Linked DNA regions of Ovis aries: region 1 is linked to region 2. The links are chromatin contacts, called in public Hi-C maps. All regions are on one chromosome and are shown on one strand. The core of a region is the stretch at or near the end of the contact, and the rest is flanking DNA. Distances in the headings are between cores, read along the strand shown.

Evidence for each region. Hi-C and Micro-C count contacts between places; a contact is called where the count stands out from the background.
Region 1: a contact with region 2 is called in a Hi-C map of tail adipose tissue, with 2.7 times the contacts expected there. The contact joins the promoter of CFAP100 here to the promoter of ZXDC in region 2. A contact is called at or near these places in 2 of 16 Hi-C or Micro-C datasets (muscle and tail adipose tissue).

What each region holds. Positions count from the first base shown.
Region 1 is chr19:60,529,670-60,533,428 of ARS-UI_Ramb_v3.0, forward strand. It overlaps CFAP100 (cilia and flagella associated protein 100), which reads left to right and starts at 1,698. Exons shown (of 17, transcript XM_042236489.1): 1 at 1,698-1,740; 2 at 2,109-2,219; 3 at 2,574-2,681. The coding sequence starts at 2,633.
Region 2 is chr19:60,382,589-60,386,076 of ARS-UI_Ramb_v3.0, forward strand. ZXDC (ZXD family zinc finger C) reads left to right here and starts at 1,380. Exons shown (of 11, transcript XM_042236481.2): 1 at 1,380-2,275. The coding sequence starts at 1,420.

The sequences.
Region 1 (3,759 bases), core at 448-2,947, 150 kb after region 2:
ACCTAACACTTGTCCCTCATTATCGATTTCTTGATCGACCTGCAGCTGAACCCGAGTTTGCTAACAGTAGGAGTTTGACATCAGAATAAAGGTCATTCCAAAAAATGGGGCACTAGAAGCCCAGGCACAGAGTCGGTTTTGTAGGAGTGGCCTGAGACCTGCTGCCATGGGAACATACCAGCTCCTGTCCACTCGCTGGACCACCTGGGCCTCTGACAACCCCCCCTGCTGGGCTGGGGACCCCTTCTTAGGAGCCCCCACTTCCTTCCTGCCTCTCTTGCAGTCAGGATGGAGGTGGGCCCCTCAGGCTCCTGCCTATCAGACATAGAGGCAGGCAGGTGACCCAGGTTCTGCAGGTCAGAAACACACATCAGGACCCTCTCACGGCCAGGGTCACACCTGCTGCCCGCCTTGGGCTCACTCCTGACACCACCATCTGGGGGTGTAGCTGGCTTCCACCCCCTGCAGACTCAGGGAGCCCCCCTGCCCTTTTCATTTTTAATTGGCTACTGTTGATTTCCATATCTGTTCTCAAGAGCTCTGACTGTCACCCCTTCTTTCAGAAGGAAATCAGCTCACAAGTTGTTAACAAAGGGTTGGCTTTTCTCCTTTTGAGATGGATATTTTCCAGACTCCTAAAGTCTAGTTGGAACTCATGGTGCCTGAGATGAACCCTCTCAGAACAGCGTGCTGTCCTACTCAGTCACCGGCTCATACAGTCCGAACTGTAGGCGGGGGCCCAGGGAGGCAGACTCAGGCCAGCAGCTGGGTCATTGGGACTGTAAGGCTCCCCCCACTTTGGGCAGACCCAGAACAGACCAAAGAACTGCTCCTGCCTCGGGCAGAGCCGGGAGTTGCTGGGACTCACTGGTTCCGCAGTACTGGCCTGTGGATTGTCTGGAGGTCCCCAGTGGCACCTAAATGCCTTATGTGTGATAGTCACTCAGTCCAGTCCGACTCTTTGCGGCCCCATGGACTGTAGCTTGCCAGACGCCCCTGCCCATGGGGTTCTCTAGGCAAGAATACTGGAGTGGGTAGCCACTGAGCCACCCTTGTCGATCTATAAATCCCTGAGATGAGATGTGTGGGCAGAACTGATGGACACGGTCAAATCTCAAGGAGGGGCCTCCTGCTGTTTTGGGGGATAGGGGACCTGGCGGGGTGGGGTGGGCGCGGGGGGGTGAGTCTCGGCGATTGAGCGCGGACCCCTCCCTGTTTACTGACAGGCGTGCCACCCTGCCTTCATCATGGGTCACACGCAGCCTGTGCAGCAGCGGATCGCCACTCGAGTCAGCACCGAAGTCATCTTCGCCGGGCGGGCTTGTCGGCGCCCAGGTCGCCGGGCCCTGCAGAATGTTTGCTTCTGCAACTAGTCCCCAGCACGCGGGATGCTGCGGCCCGGGGCCACAATTGTCAGCCGCCCCTCTAGACTGTAAGGTTCACTCGGCAGGAAGAGGCAGGTAGGTGGTGCAGGTGAAAAAATCAATCAGGAGAAGGACGGAAACAGCAAGAGGGGTGCAGGCTGGGAAGGAAGCCCGCGCGAGCTGGGCAGGGCGAGTCCTCTTACAGCGCAGCCCCGCCGCGGCGCGGGCGCAGTGGGGAGGCCGGAGCCTTTGTGACGTCACAGCCCCGCCCGCCGGGAGAATGGTTGCCATGGCGACGTAAACCGAAGGCCTGGGCTCGCGGAGCCCCGGGGCAGCAGCTCAGAGGCTTCGGAGAGAGCGCCGGCGTGCGGAGCGGGTGGGTGCGCTAGGGATCTGGGTGGGAGCCACGGGCGGGGTCGGGGCGGACACCTCGCGCGCCCCCCCTGTCGCAAGGCTCCCTGTTCCTTACTCATCCCATAGCCAGCCGTCTAGCAACCCCTCTTCCCTCCGGGCCCATGCACCCTCGCCACACGCCCGGACGGGCCAGACGTGGGTGTGGGGAGGCCCGGCCCTGCTGCAAGCCGAGTACCTCGCTTCCTTTCGTGGAGGCTGCAGCAGGCATGCGGCTGGAAGGGTGCAAGCTTTGGAGTCAAGGAACCCTGGGCGGGAGTCCCAGCCTCGGCCTCTCCTGGAGGTGTGACTTTGGCCAGTTTGCTACTTTGTTTCCTCCTCTGCAAAATGCAGACTAGCTCCGCAAATAGTGAGAAAAAGCGCCGCGGTGGGGCGGAACGCCTGATGAGCCACCAATCAGCGCCTCCTCTGGTCCTCAGGGAGCTTACGTTCTAGGGGAACTAGGTAATCGACCGTTGTTAGAGGGATACATCAGCTATTGAAAACCGGTCAAAGGGAAGAGGATGGGGTGGTGGGAAGATGCTTCTGGGGAGGGGCGGGCCTGAGTGCTGGTCGAGGGTGGGAGGGGCCAAGGCTCGGGCTGGCCGTGGGTGGGTGGCTCTGTGAGCGGGACTAGCCCTGGGAGGCTGGAACCACGCGGGGAGAGGAGGGAGGCGCGGCGGGTCGGAGCTGCAAGTGTACTCCTCGTGGTGAGCCTTGGGTAGGTGCCCGCTGTTCTCAGCAGCCGTCGGCGGAGGGCGGGCCGCGGGCTGCGGGCTGCGGGCTGGACCCACCGGCTCAGGCGCTGTCTCTCCCCAGGTTGGGAGTCTCCTCTACCGACGTCAGGCTTCTCAGTGCACGCTTCCTCCTCGGCGCCGATGTCCGAGAACCTGCCTCCTGTGGTCTCCAAGAGCGTAACTTTCAACAGTAAGTGGTGGGCTGGGGAGGGCTTGCGCAGCGTCTGAGGCAGCCTTGAGAGGCCTGGGGCGGCGGAATCAAGGTGGAACCAAGGCGACGATTCTAAGCCAGGCCACGGTCCAGAAATCACAGGCTTTGCCAAGTTCCCTAGAAACTCCGTGCTGTAATCCCTAGGGCTGCTCTAGCCAAGCCCCACCCCAGCCTGGGGCTTAACCCCCAGAGTTTATTGTTTCACAGCTGCTGGGACCAGGAGTCCCGGGCAGGGATGCTTCCGTTCTGAGGCGGGAGGGGACCCTGCGCCCTGTGCCTCCCGGATTCTGGCGGTTTGCTCGCGACCTCTGGTGGTGTCTGGCTGGTAGAAGCGTCACCGCGGTCTCTGCCTTCATCTTCGCTCCATCCTCACGTTCTACGTGCGTGTTCCATCATTTCCCCTTCTTATTAAGGCTGTGCACACTCGCCCAGCGTGACCTCACTGGAGGTACATCTGCAGCCACTCTCTTTTCAAACAGGGTCACAGGCTATGGTGCTGGGCGTTGGGACTTCAGATCTTCAAAAGCATTCATTTGAGAGGGGAACACAGTTCACCCCAAGACAGGCCTTGAGGAGGGTGCCACAGTGGAGGTGGGGCTCGCTCAGCCTTCCTGCAGCCTCAGCTGCTGGCCAGCACCCCCCACCCCCCTGCGCTGGAGGCCTGCACCTCCTCCCCAGGGCTCCTGCTGAGGGGTAGAACTGGCCACACACCCTCTGTTTTGGTTTGCTGGTCCTGAGCTTCTGATTCCAAAGGGTGTTGAGAGCCCCCAAGTGAAACCCCACCTGCTTGGAGGCTCCGCTGTGTTCTCTTTCCCTGCAAGCCTGATGCCTGCTGTGCTCACACCTTGCACACATCCACAGAAATGCACGCACAGCCTGTCCTTTTCTCACACCAATGGCCACACAACAGAAACGCTCCCTGTGCCTTCTTCCCCATTAACCCAGATGCTGTGCAGACTGCTCCTTATCAAACCTCGAGCTGCCGTAAACCTTTAGTGCTTCCAGCAGAGGCGCTTCCGTGTGTGCGGGTCCAGTCTCTGTTGGAGGCTGCTGTCCA
Region 2 (3,488 bases), core at 130-2,629:
TGCCATCCAGCCATCTCATCCTCGGTCGTCCCCTTCTCCTCCTGCCCCCAATCCCTCCCAGCATCAGAGTCTTTTCCAAGGAGTCAACTCTTCACATGAGGTGGCCAAAGTACTGGAGTTTCAGCTTTAGCATCATTCCTTCCAAAGAAATCCCAGGGCTGATCTCCTTCAGAATGGACTGGTTGGATCTCCTTGCAGTCCAAGGGACTCTCAAGAGTCTTCTCCAACACCACAGTTCAAAAGCATCAATTCTCCAGCACTCAGCCTTCTTCACAGTCCAACTCTCACATCCATACATGACCACAGGAAAACCATAGCCTTGACTAGACGGACTTTAGTTGGCCAAGTAATGTCTCTGCTTTTGAATACGCTGTCTAGATTGGTCAAAGCTTTTCTTCCAAGGAGTAAGCGTCTTTTAATTTCATGGCTGCAGTCACCATCTGCAGTGATCTTGGAGCCCCCCAAAATAAAGTCTGACACTGTTTCTACTGTTTCCCCATCTATTTCCCATGAAGTGATGGGACCGGATGCCATGATCTTCGTTTTCTGAATGTTGGGCTTTAAGCCAACTTTTTATTCTCCACTTTCACTTTCAAGAGGCTCTTGGTATTGGAGCAATTTATTTTTGGCACAAACGTAGATATAGATGTAGTCCAAGGGACTCTCAAGAGTCTTCTCTAACACCACAGTTCAAAAGCATATGTAGGTGTGTTTCTTATTCTTTTCAATATTGTTGACCTACTTTTGGGGAGGGTGCTGCACCTTGGGGTTTGGGGGATCTAAGTTCCCTGACCAGCTGTGGAAACGGAGTCCTAATCGCGGGAACTCCCGAAGTCCCTTATTCTTAAGGTGCTTTTTAATAATAAAGCGGTCACCAACGCATCACACGTTGGCAGAGTCTCCAGTGCTGGCCTCGGGGCTGAGCTGTGGAGGGCTCCCCAGAGTCTCCGTCCGCACGGGCCGCACAGCAAAAGGGACACCAGGGCGCCGTGGACACAGACCCTGCGTGGATCCCGCAGCAGCGGGGGGCGGTGGGGTGGCGGCAGGACGTCCGGCGAGGGAAGCGGGGGCCGGCCGGGCCGCTCAGGGAGGCGGCGCGGCGGCAGCGGGGTCATCGCCCTAGACGCGTCGGGTTGGACGACAAGCCAGGCGGCAGGCCCGCCCTCAGCGAGTGGCCGCCGGACAGCCCCGCCCCTCCAAGCAGGCTCCACCCCCATGTGACGTCACGCGCCCGCCGGGCCCTGGGCGCCGCCCGCCGCCCGCGCATGCGCGCCTGGGGCGCTCCGCCGCGCGCTTGGGCGCTGACCAGCCTGCGTCGCGCACGGCGTCGCGCGGCGGCCAGCCTGCGTCGCGCTCGGCGGGCGTGCGTGCGGGGCGGTGCTTCCGGCGAGGCGGTGGCTGGATGCGCCGCGGCCCAAGATGGACGCGCCGGCGCTGCTTGCCGCCGCGGCCCCGGACGCGCTCGGGCCCCCACTCGGCGGTGGCCCCGGTCGGCCCCGCAGAGCCCCGGGCCCCGCGCGCCGCCGCCTGCTGCTGCTGAGGGAGCCCGAGGGCGGCGCGCGGGGCCCGCGCTGCGGGGAGGCCGGGCCGCCGGCCGCCGGCGGCGGCGAGTCTCTGGTGGTGCTGCTGGACGTGGCGCGCGGCGCGGCCGCGGCCCCGGGGCGGCGGGAGCCGGAGCCCGAGCCCCGCGCCGCCTCGAGCCTGGCCGGCCGCCTCGCGCAGGCCCCCGGCGCCGCGCCCCTCGGGGGCCCCGGGGCCGCTGGCCCGCAGGACCTGCTGGTGCGCCTGGAGCGCGGCGTCCTCGCGCTGGCCGCGCCGTCCCGGGGCCCGGCCCCCGGCCAGGAGGCCGGCAGCCCGGCCGAGGCCCGCCGCGCGCCCGCCGGGCCCGGCTACCGATGCCCCGAGCCGCAGTGCGCGCTCGCCTTCGCCAAGAAGCACCAGCTCCAGGTGCACCTGCTCACGCACGGCAGCGGCCAGGGCCGGCGGCCCTTCAAGTGCCCGCTGGACGGCTGCGGCTGGGCCTTCACCACGTCCTACAAGCTCAAGCGGCACCTGCAGTCGCACGACAAGCTGCGGCCGTTCGGCTGCCCAGTGGGCGGCTGCGGCAAGAAGTTCACCACCGTGTACAACCTCAAGGCGCACATGAAGGCGCACGAGCAGGAGAGCCTGTTCAAGTGCGAGGTGTGCGCCGAGCGCTTCCCCACGCACGCCAAGCTCAGCTCGCACCAGCGCAGCCACTTCGAGCCCGAGAGGCCCTACAAGTGCGACTTTCCCGGTGAGCGGCGCGGGCGGGGCGCGGTGTCTCCTCTCCTCCCGACCGGGGGTCGCGGCGGCTCCCGGACCCCGCTTGGCTGCGAAGTAGCTCAGGGAATCTCGGAGCCCTCCCCCGGGTGCGGGTGCGTCCGATGAGCGAGACCACAAGGCGTCTTCCCACCGACGGAGCCGGAGGGAGGTCTAGTCACTGGGAAACGCTCAGTCCGGCTTGCGGGCGCGCACCCCGGGCTGTAGGAACGCTGGGCCGCCGCGCAGCCGGGGCGAGACATTAGGGCGCCCCAGGGGATCATCGCCCGGTGCGGCGCATCCACTTTTTATGTTGTTAAAACTTTTGTTTCGTTTGAACTTCATGGTTGTATGAAGTTCTGAAACTCGTCTTCATCTTCAGATGGAGACTCCCGGCGAGGTGGGTTCGGTGGGTGAGTGTCCATGGACTCTCCGCCCGGATAGGCGGCTCCAGCAGCGGAGGGCATGTCCCTGCGAAGGAGAGGCTGGGGGGCCGGGGCCGGCCGCGGAGCCAAGGCAGGGAATGCGGGCAGGTGGGAGGCTTCTGGAGGGCCTTCCTTAAAAGAGAAGCTGGCGTGTGCGCCGGGCGATTGGTTGATGTGTTGTGGACCGGGAGTCCGCTCCGCATAGTGTCTGGGTTACCGACGTGTACTGGAATGAGGGATTCTGAAAGGGCGGAAGAAATGCCAGATGTTGGGGAATTCTCTCTGATCTTCCCCTGGGCCTATCCTGTGCACCCCGTCTCCGTGGAGAGCCTGGTTGGAGAGCACTCTCTGTCCCGCACTCGGCACCTGAGGACTGCTTACAGACCGCTCTAGTGAAACGCTCAGAGGGCGTCCTTCTGAGCACAGTGCTAGCAGGATCAGGAACCCACCTGCTTTGGGCACGGGGTCACCCTGGGGGTTTTGAGGTGAATGATCTGTGGGGAGTCTGTCCCCGGTGGGCGGAAGAGGGAGAGGGACCCGTGGAGTGTTCCAGGCCGCAGGGGCCTGAGGGCTGACCCAGGTGGAGGCTGTGGGCTGCTGAGCTGCTCCAGCTGGGGAGGATTGAGGCACTGGGTCCGGGGGCTTCTCTGTCGGTTGGGGGAGGGTGTGTCTTGCTGAGGCAGACTCCAACTTTGCTTGTTCAGATGTGTCTACCTGACGGAGGGGCGACCCAAAGTGAGGAGTGGCCAGGGCCGCTGGGGAGAGACAGATGTGTGCGTGAGG